2 separate regions of the Mus musculus genome follow, and region 2 is linked to region 1. Evidence: chromatin contacts called from public promoter capture Hi-C data. All regions are on one chromosome and are shown on one strand. The core of a region is the stretch at or near the end of the contact, and the rest is flanking DNA. Distances in the headings are between cores, read along the strand shown.

Region 1 (3,497 bases), core at 72-2,571:
TCTTCCTCTAGGAAGATGTGGGAACAGGCTTACAGGAAACAGCCTCCCTTGTCCAGGCTTAGCAGGGACTCTGGGTGTGACACTTAACAGGATGGGTGGCCAGTGCGGGCATTCCCTCTCTGGGCCTCTTTTTTTTTTTTTTTTTTTTTTTTTTGGCATTGCCAAGCCGGGGGGTACGAAGATGGGGGCGGGGGGCATGCTCAGTGGAAAGAGAGTGAGGAATGATGGGAAGGCCTGAAACCAAGAGCTCTTCTGCCCTGCACATGTATTAATTCTGATCACGAGAGCACATTGGTGGGTCCTCACTGCTCCAGCTGCCTCCCACTGGAACATCCTGAGATCATGGAAAGATAGGACCCAAGCCAGGCTCCCAGAGGAGGAGGCTCACCAGCACAGAAATAGCCCTGAGTTCTTCTGGACTCAGCAAGTGGGCCTCTGAGCTGCAGAAAAAGGGAGGGCACTTGAGCAGGGCAGCCTCGTCCTTTAGAGGTCTAAGGTTGAGTTTATGGGTCACTATGTCCCAGCACTGTGTGTCAGCAGCACTGGGTGTCAGGGCACTGGACATCTGGCCTGCCTGCCCACTCCCTTCCCACCCCATGCTCAGATGTTTGGATGAGGCTGTGCCAGGCTGTAATAAAACGGTCCCGACGAGGCTGGAGAGCTGGCTCAGCAGTTAAAAGCACTGACTGCTCTTCCTGAGGTCCTGACTCTAAATCCCAGCAACCACATGGTGGCTCACAACCATCTGTAATGAGATCTGATGCCCTCTTCTGGTGTGTCTGAAGACAGCTACAGTGTACTTACATATAATAAATAAATAAATAAATAAATAAATAAATAAATCTTTAAAATATTTTAAAAGATTCATTTCTATAAAAATTTTAAAAATTAAAACAGCACGGTCCTGAGTGGCTACCTTGGTCTACCTTCAGCCCCATCTCTGTACCAGCTGGGTGATTGCATTGAGAGGCTGCCTGGGTGGAACCAGTTGGGAGTGGAAGCTGGGGAATGGAGTTTCACCCTGCAGGAGACACCCTGACCCTGAGCTGTTGGGAGGCAGGAAAACAGTGAGAGAGGTTCCCTGAGTTCCATGTCCCAGTTCCCCTGGGTGCATCAAGCATCACATTTCCAATGGCACTGGGACTGAGGAGTCTTTGGGTGGTGTTGGGGCAGCAGGGCAGGCCATGGGATCAACTGGCGATGGAAGAGTTAACAGCGGCAGCTGGCTCTTCTCAAGAAAAAAAAAACTCCCTGTAGATGCCTGGCTTGCCTCCAGGGTTGAGCCTCGGGAGCTGAAAACTGCAAGTTCAGACCTGTGGCTAGTTCTGCCTCTGGAGGAGAGTGTAGCAGCAGCCTGGCCACAGCCTGCCGTCTGTCTATCCATAAACCCAGGCTGGCTGGCTTCCTGTTTCTCCTCTGTAACCTGCCTGGCCACCTATCTGTAAGGCTGTCCGTCATCCTTTCTGTCCAGTTGTCTGGCCTGTGTGGCTGTCTGTCTTGACCCATCGATCTTTCCCCTCTGTCCAATAGCCTGAGATCACCCTGTGTAGCTTCTTTTCCCTTCAGTTTGTCAGTCAGTTTGTCTGTCTCTGTCTGTCCACTGCCCTGTGTGTCCAGTTGCCTCCCTCTCTGTCCCTGGGCCACTGAGCCATGGCTTGGGGTCACAGGGCCACGGTCTGCCTGGTCCTGCTGGGTGTAGGTCTAGGTCTGGTTATCGTTGTGTTGGCTGCGGTCCTTTCTCCTCGTCAAGCCTCTTGTGGTCCCGGTGCCTTCACGCGTGCTGCGGTAGCGGCTGACTCCAAGATCTGCTCGGATATTGGACGGTGAGTAAAAAGTGGGTGTGAGCTCAGTGGCCCTTGGCAGCTAGCGGGTTGTGCCTGGAGACTGTGTAACTGTGGTGGGGGTGTGAAGAGGGACACGCGAGTGCCGGCTGTGCTTGCGGTGGGGTAAAGGCCATGTGTGGTTTGGCTTCCTACAACAGTCCCAGGGCCCTTGCACAGAATGGTGTATGTGTGTCCATAGGGAAGATGGGGACTCTGGACAGCATTGCAAAGATGGTGTGAGTCTATTATTGAAGATCGGCTATACAGTGCTGGTTGGAAAGGCAGACTGGATGAGACCTGTGACTTTGTGCCTGCTGGTTCTGACCAAGACTGGACCTTTTTCAGAAACCTGGGCAACGGGCTTCAGGGTTCCATACATTGGTCTGCCCTGCCACAGAGAGAGGGAGGTCCCAGGGCCAGTATAAGAAAGCACGTTACAGCTGTCAGGACCTCCCTCTCTGTGGCAGGGTCTGGCCTTGGTGAGTGGAGTGACTGATGTGGAGGCTGGGAAGGAGGGAGAGAGACAGACAGAGACAGACACAGACACAGAGAGAAAGAGAGGCAGAGACAGAGAGACAGAGACAGAGAGACAGAGAGAGGAAGAGTGGGGAGAGAGAGACAGACAGAGAGATAGACAGAGAGACAGACAGAGAGAGAGGCAGAGAGAGAGGCAGAGAGAGAGGCAGAGAGACAGACAGAGAGAGAGGCAGAGAGAGAGGCAGAGAGAAGCTACAGTGGTTGTTTCCTGACCTTCCAGGAAACCCAGCCCATGGGAAGCCTATGCTACCCACCATGCTGCCACAGGATTACCCTGAGGCAAGAAGTCACTCCTGGTCCCCTGCCTCCCACTGGGGCCCTGAAACCTGGACAAGCCTCTCCTTTTTTCTGGTCATCTGGGTCTCCTTCCCAGAATATCTGCCTGGTAGCCCACTGTCAGGGTTCAAGTGCTTTGTAAACCCAAGGCTGGGTCCTGCAGCAGGCAGAGTGGTGGTCCTGGCCCAAAATACCATGCTGTTATGCTTTTTTTTGACTGTTATTGAATGTACCTTCTGTCTGTCTGTCCTTCCTTCTTCCTTCCTTACATCCTTTCTTCCTTCTGTCCATCCTTCCATCTGTCCTTTGTCTGTTTGTCCTTCAAACCATCTGTCCTTCCTTCCTTCCTTCCTTCCTTCTGTCCATCCTTCTTTCTGTCTGTCTGTTCATCTGTTTTTCCTTCCATCCTTCCTTCTGTCTATCCTTCCTTCCTTCTGTCCATCCTTCCTTCCTTCTGTCTGTCCTTCCTTCTGTCTGTCTTTCCTTCCTTCTGTCCTTCCTTCTGTTTGTCCTGCCTTCCTTCCCGCCTCCCTTATTCCATCTGTCTACCCATTCTCTTCCACCTCCCTCGCTCACAGTAGCCCGCAACCCTGCTAACCTGGTCCTCTGAGTTCCCAGACTTCCTGGAGGATTCACATCTACATTTAACTTGGAACTCCATGGGAATAGCAGCCCGGATCAGTAGGGACAGTCCTTTCTACGTCACATGGCGCTCCCAAGGGACTCAAGAGTTAAGACCAACAGTTGCTCTGTCTCCATGAGATGCAGCATCTATTTAATCCTTCTAGAATACAAAATTGTAACTGAGGTGGGGTATGTGTGCACGCTCAGGCCCCACAGAAAACCAGCCAGAAGAGCAGC
Region 2 (3,265 bases), core at 301-2,800, 87 kb after region 1:
GCTCAAACAGGCATATGCCCCACCCCACCCCACATTTTGAATCAGGTAAACTTGTGCAGTTCTTCACACACTTTCCCGATCTGTCCCACTCTCTCTCACTCATTCCACTATCAGTGATCCTTGTCACCCCTGTCCCTTCCCCACCATTGCCCTCCTGAACACAATGTCACTGTTACTCAGCAGTATCCTGTTCTCATGTGCTCTTTAACCTAACTCTGAAGTAATGTCTGGTCCACTGTGCAGATGAAGAAACTGAGCCTACAGACATTAGCTGGCTGCTCACAGCTACACATCCTATAGTGTGGGATGAAGACAGGTATGGACAGGGATTTCCTCTTGGGAGCAGAGGTGGGGTAAGACCTGTCTGTGTATTGAGAGTCTTTGGCTTACCCTCTCAGGCAGTTCCTGGCCCCAAGCGCCTGTCACCATGATAATCCATTGTGTTAAAAGTCAAACTTTCCAAATAGGAAAAGTGGGGTGGAGGGGAGGCAGGGGGTGAGGGAAAGGAAGGGGAAAAAAATGAGTTGAAATTAAAACTACCCAAGGAAAGAGGGGCCTGGCCCTGAGCAGTAAGTGCAGGGTACACAGTAGATATGAAGTCTATAGCCCTTCAGGGCTTTGTTCAGGAGCTGCCAGGGCACAGCTAAGCAGGTGGAGCTTGGCCCTTCCTGCATCTGCGGGGGCAGTGGCCATCGCATCTGTTTTTCATTGGCTATGTGAATAGGTTTCTTTTGGAAAAGGAGATGGAAAACCACTGACCTTATCCAATTGGCCCACCTTTGGAGATGGAGAAACAGAGGTCAAAGGGGCCGGAGACAGGAAGTCTAAAGTGGGGCACGACAGAGTCCTTCCCCAGTGCGCGCACACCGAGTAGACTTGGTTTAGGTGCCTGACTTCCCAGCCCATCCTGTTCTGTGTAAGCCCACCAACAAAAGCTCTTGGTTGGAAGCCCTAAATGAGCACAGCAGAGGAGAGAAGCCCTTAAAGAGCTCAGGGCAACGTTAGGTTCTCAGCTGCCACAGGCATGGATCACAGGCTCACTGCCGTGGCCTGTAACCTGCTGTGAGGACATACTCGTGTATGGAGCAACGCCAACAGGTGGACTGCTGTGCCCTCGTCTAGCCACAGCATGTCCAGTGCTCTGACGTGAGTCTAGCGCTGCCACAGCTTTACAAGGGTGGATTCTTAGAGTGACTTCCCCTTCCTTCCGTGGAACCTCAGAGTTCCCAGCCCCTGCTTCTCAACAACCATGTAGCTCTCCCAGCCTCTGCCCTTGCCTGGGCCATCTTCTCTGCCTTACCCATTCCAGTTGGAGAACTTTGTTCAGGGACTAGGAACACGCCTACAAGCACATCTCTCCTGCTACTGCCCCTGGCTGCCCGCTACTGCCCAGCACACGGCCTGGTGGTACAGCCTAGGCTGAAAGCACCAAGCCCAGGCATCAGAGCGACATCATCTACAGCAGGAAAAGACGTCTGTGCAGGAATGCTCTCTGGGAAAGCCTCAGACAGTACGCTCTTGACTGGACACTCACTCTGAGCGGAGTGGTTGGGAGTGGAGGGGATCTGGGCTGAGGCTGACTGGACATACCCATGAATCACACAGTCCAACAAGGGAGAAAACAGCAGTGATCCTCACAGCTGTACAAAAACTATGGCATAGAGGCTGGCCCACAGGACATGGACATAGCTCCTGAGCCCTGGGCTTGATTCCATGCTCTGCTGCCCACTGGCAGGATGACCGTGGACAAGTCATGCTGTCATCTATGGGAACTTTTGCTTCCTCTCTCAGCACTGCCCTAGGACTAAGGACACGAATGAAAAGCTCACCCTTCCTCTGCCCATGCATTCTGGCCTTGACACAAAACTCAGTACCTCTAGGCAACAACTGCCTCTGGAGGACAGAAAAGAATTCACACCACAGGAAGACATCCTAAAAGCTGCTTACATTTGATTTCTGTTGCTTTAAATTAGAACCATGACTGCAGCAGCTTGGCTTGGCAAGATCTAACAGTCACAACCTGGGCGTCCTATGCGATGGCCCTATCACTGTCTTATCCTGGCCTCCCCACCGGTGGTTTGCTTCCTCTTGCAGGCCAGAAGACTCACAGCTCCTCTCTATGTGATGCCCAGGGAGAGGTCCAGCCTGACCCTGGGCTAACCTAGTCTGAGCTGTGTAGTTCCAGAAAGTTCAGCAGCTCTGGATATGAGAAGACAGAGAGGTCGGCGCAGGCTCTGGGTCCATGCTAACCCTTTAAGATTCTCAAGAACAGGACTTCTTCTCCCTGGAGAACTTCAAGTGTTTCTTTTGTTTACTCTGCTTGAGCAATTGGCCCATGGATCATCTCAGCAATGCTAAAAATAGCAGGATTGCAGCAATTCCAACTACAGCCAAGAAACTCACATTTCCTCAATTGAGATTTCCCCCTGCTTCTTTTCTGATTCCTACTATGATGTGACTGGCTGTTCTTTCACCCCAATAGCAGTTAAGTTTTTGCTATACACCTTGGGCCATGCTCACGATGAAGCAGTGAATCAGGCTAAGTGACTTATAAAAGTGACAGCCACCAGGAAAGGGGTAAAGAATAGAAGCCGGCCAGTGTTCTTACCAGCCAGAGATTCTTATGCCTCTTGTCTTCAGTGACAAGCTGTTATGGGGAAAGAGAAGAAGCCACAACCAATGTCAGACAATGTCTTTCGAGAGCCAGAGATTCTTGTTCCAGATGAGGTAACTCTGGGTTGGTGTTACAGACAGCATTCTCCTAACAATGGACTCCCACGAGCATCTGCCCCGAGGACAACCTCTGCCTACTCAGTGGGGTCCTGGTGTCTGTCCTCTGGAGTAAGCCTGCTGAGCCTAGAGCCCATTCCTTTGCCTTCCTGTATTCTCTTATCTTTATTTCCTTGCCCCTCATCCTATCAGTCTGTCTCTGGAACCATCTACTGACTTAGTCCAGAAAAATCTCAACCCCAGTGTAGGTATTAATGCACTTTCTCTGTTTATGGCAAGGGGCTGTGAAGAGTCAGTCCATGGGCTGTTGTAAACACAAGACCCAAGGAGTGGCAAGTGGTACCTGGGTCCAGTGTGTTCCACTTCACCTTCTATCGAGGAAGCACTGCAGGTAGGCCAACTGGGGAGTGGCCTGTGGCAGACCAAAACCAACGGCCCTGAGCTCTACAAACCACAGGAGAAGCCAGGCTTCTATAAGCCCTGTGGGCAGACAACAGAAAAGGGCTTCTGTTTTCCCAGCCTGTGGCAGCACCTT

The links. Promoter capture Hi-C pulls out the DNA fragments that hold promoters and counts their contacts.
Region 2: a promoter capture Hi-C map of macrophages shows a contact between it and region 1, with 6 read pairs. The contact joins the enhancer-like site here to the promoter of Ggt5 in region 1. A contact is called at or near these places in 16 of 39 promoter capture datasets (the 3T3-L1 cell line, 3T3-L1-derived adipocytes, the C10 cell line and 10 more), 1 of 15 datasets of contacts at CTCF or cohesin (large pre-B cells), 15 of 484 Hi-C or Micro-C datasets (CD4 T cells, CD8 T cells, LSK cells and 10 more), 7 of 115 datasets of contacts at active chromatin or transcription factors (the HPC-7 cell line, craniofacial prominence, effector CD8 T cells and 3 more) and 5 of 9 other capture datasets (adipose tissue, embryonic stem cells, liver and 2 more).

Annotation. Positions count from the first base shown.
Region 1 is chr10:75,588,060-75,591,556 of GRCm38.p6, forward strand. It overlaps Ggt5 (gamma-glutamyltransferase 5), which reads left to right and starts at 1,322. Exons shown (of 12, transcript NM_011820.5): 1 at 1,322-1,823. The coding sequence starts at 1,651.
Region 2 is chr10:75,674,666-75,677,930 of GRCm38.p6, forward strand. All of the region lies in intron 29 of Cabin1 (calcineurin binding protein 1), which reads right to left. Among named protein-coding and RNA genes, the nearest start is that of Gm40696, 21 kb to the right of the region's middle. Within about 2 kb of position 1,551, at least 82 of the 459 cell types and tissues checked have an H3K27ac peak or open chromatin away from gene starts, as enhancers often do. A contact at or near this core is called in 3T3-L1-derived adipocytes, adipose tissue, fibro-adipogenic progenitors and 6 more, where this site is marked.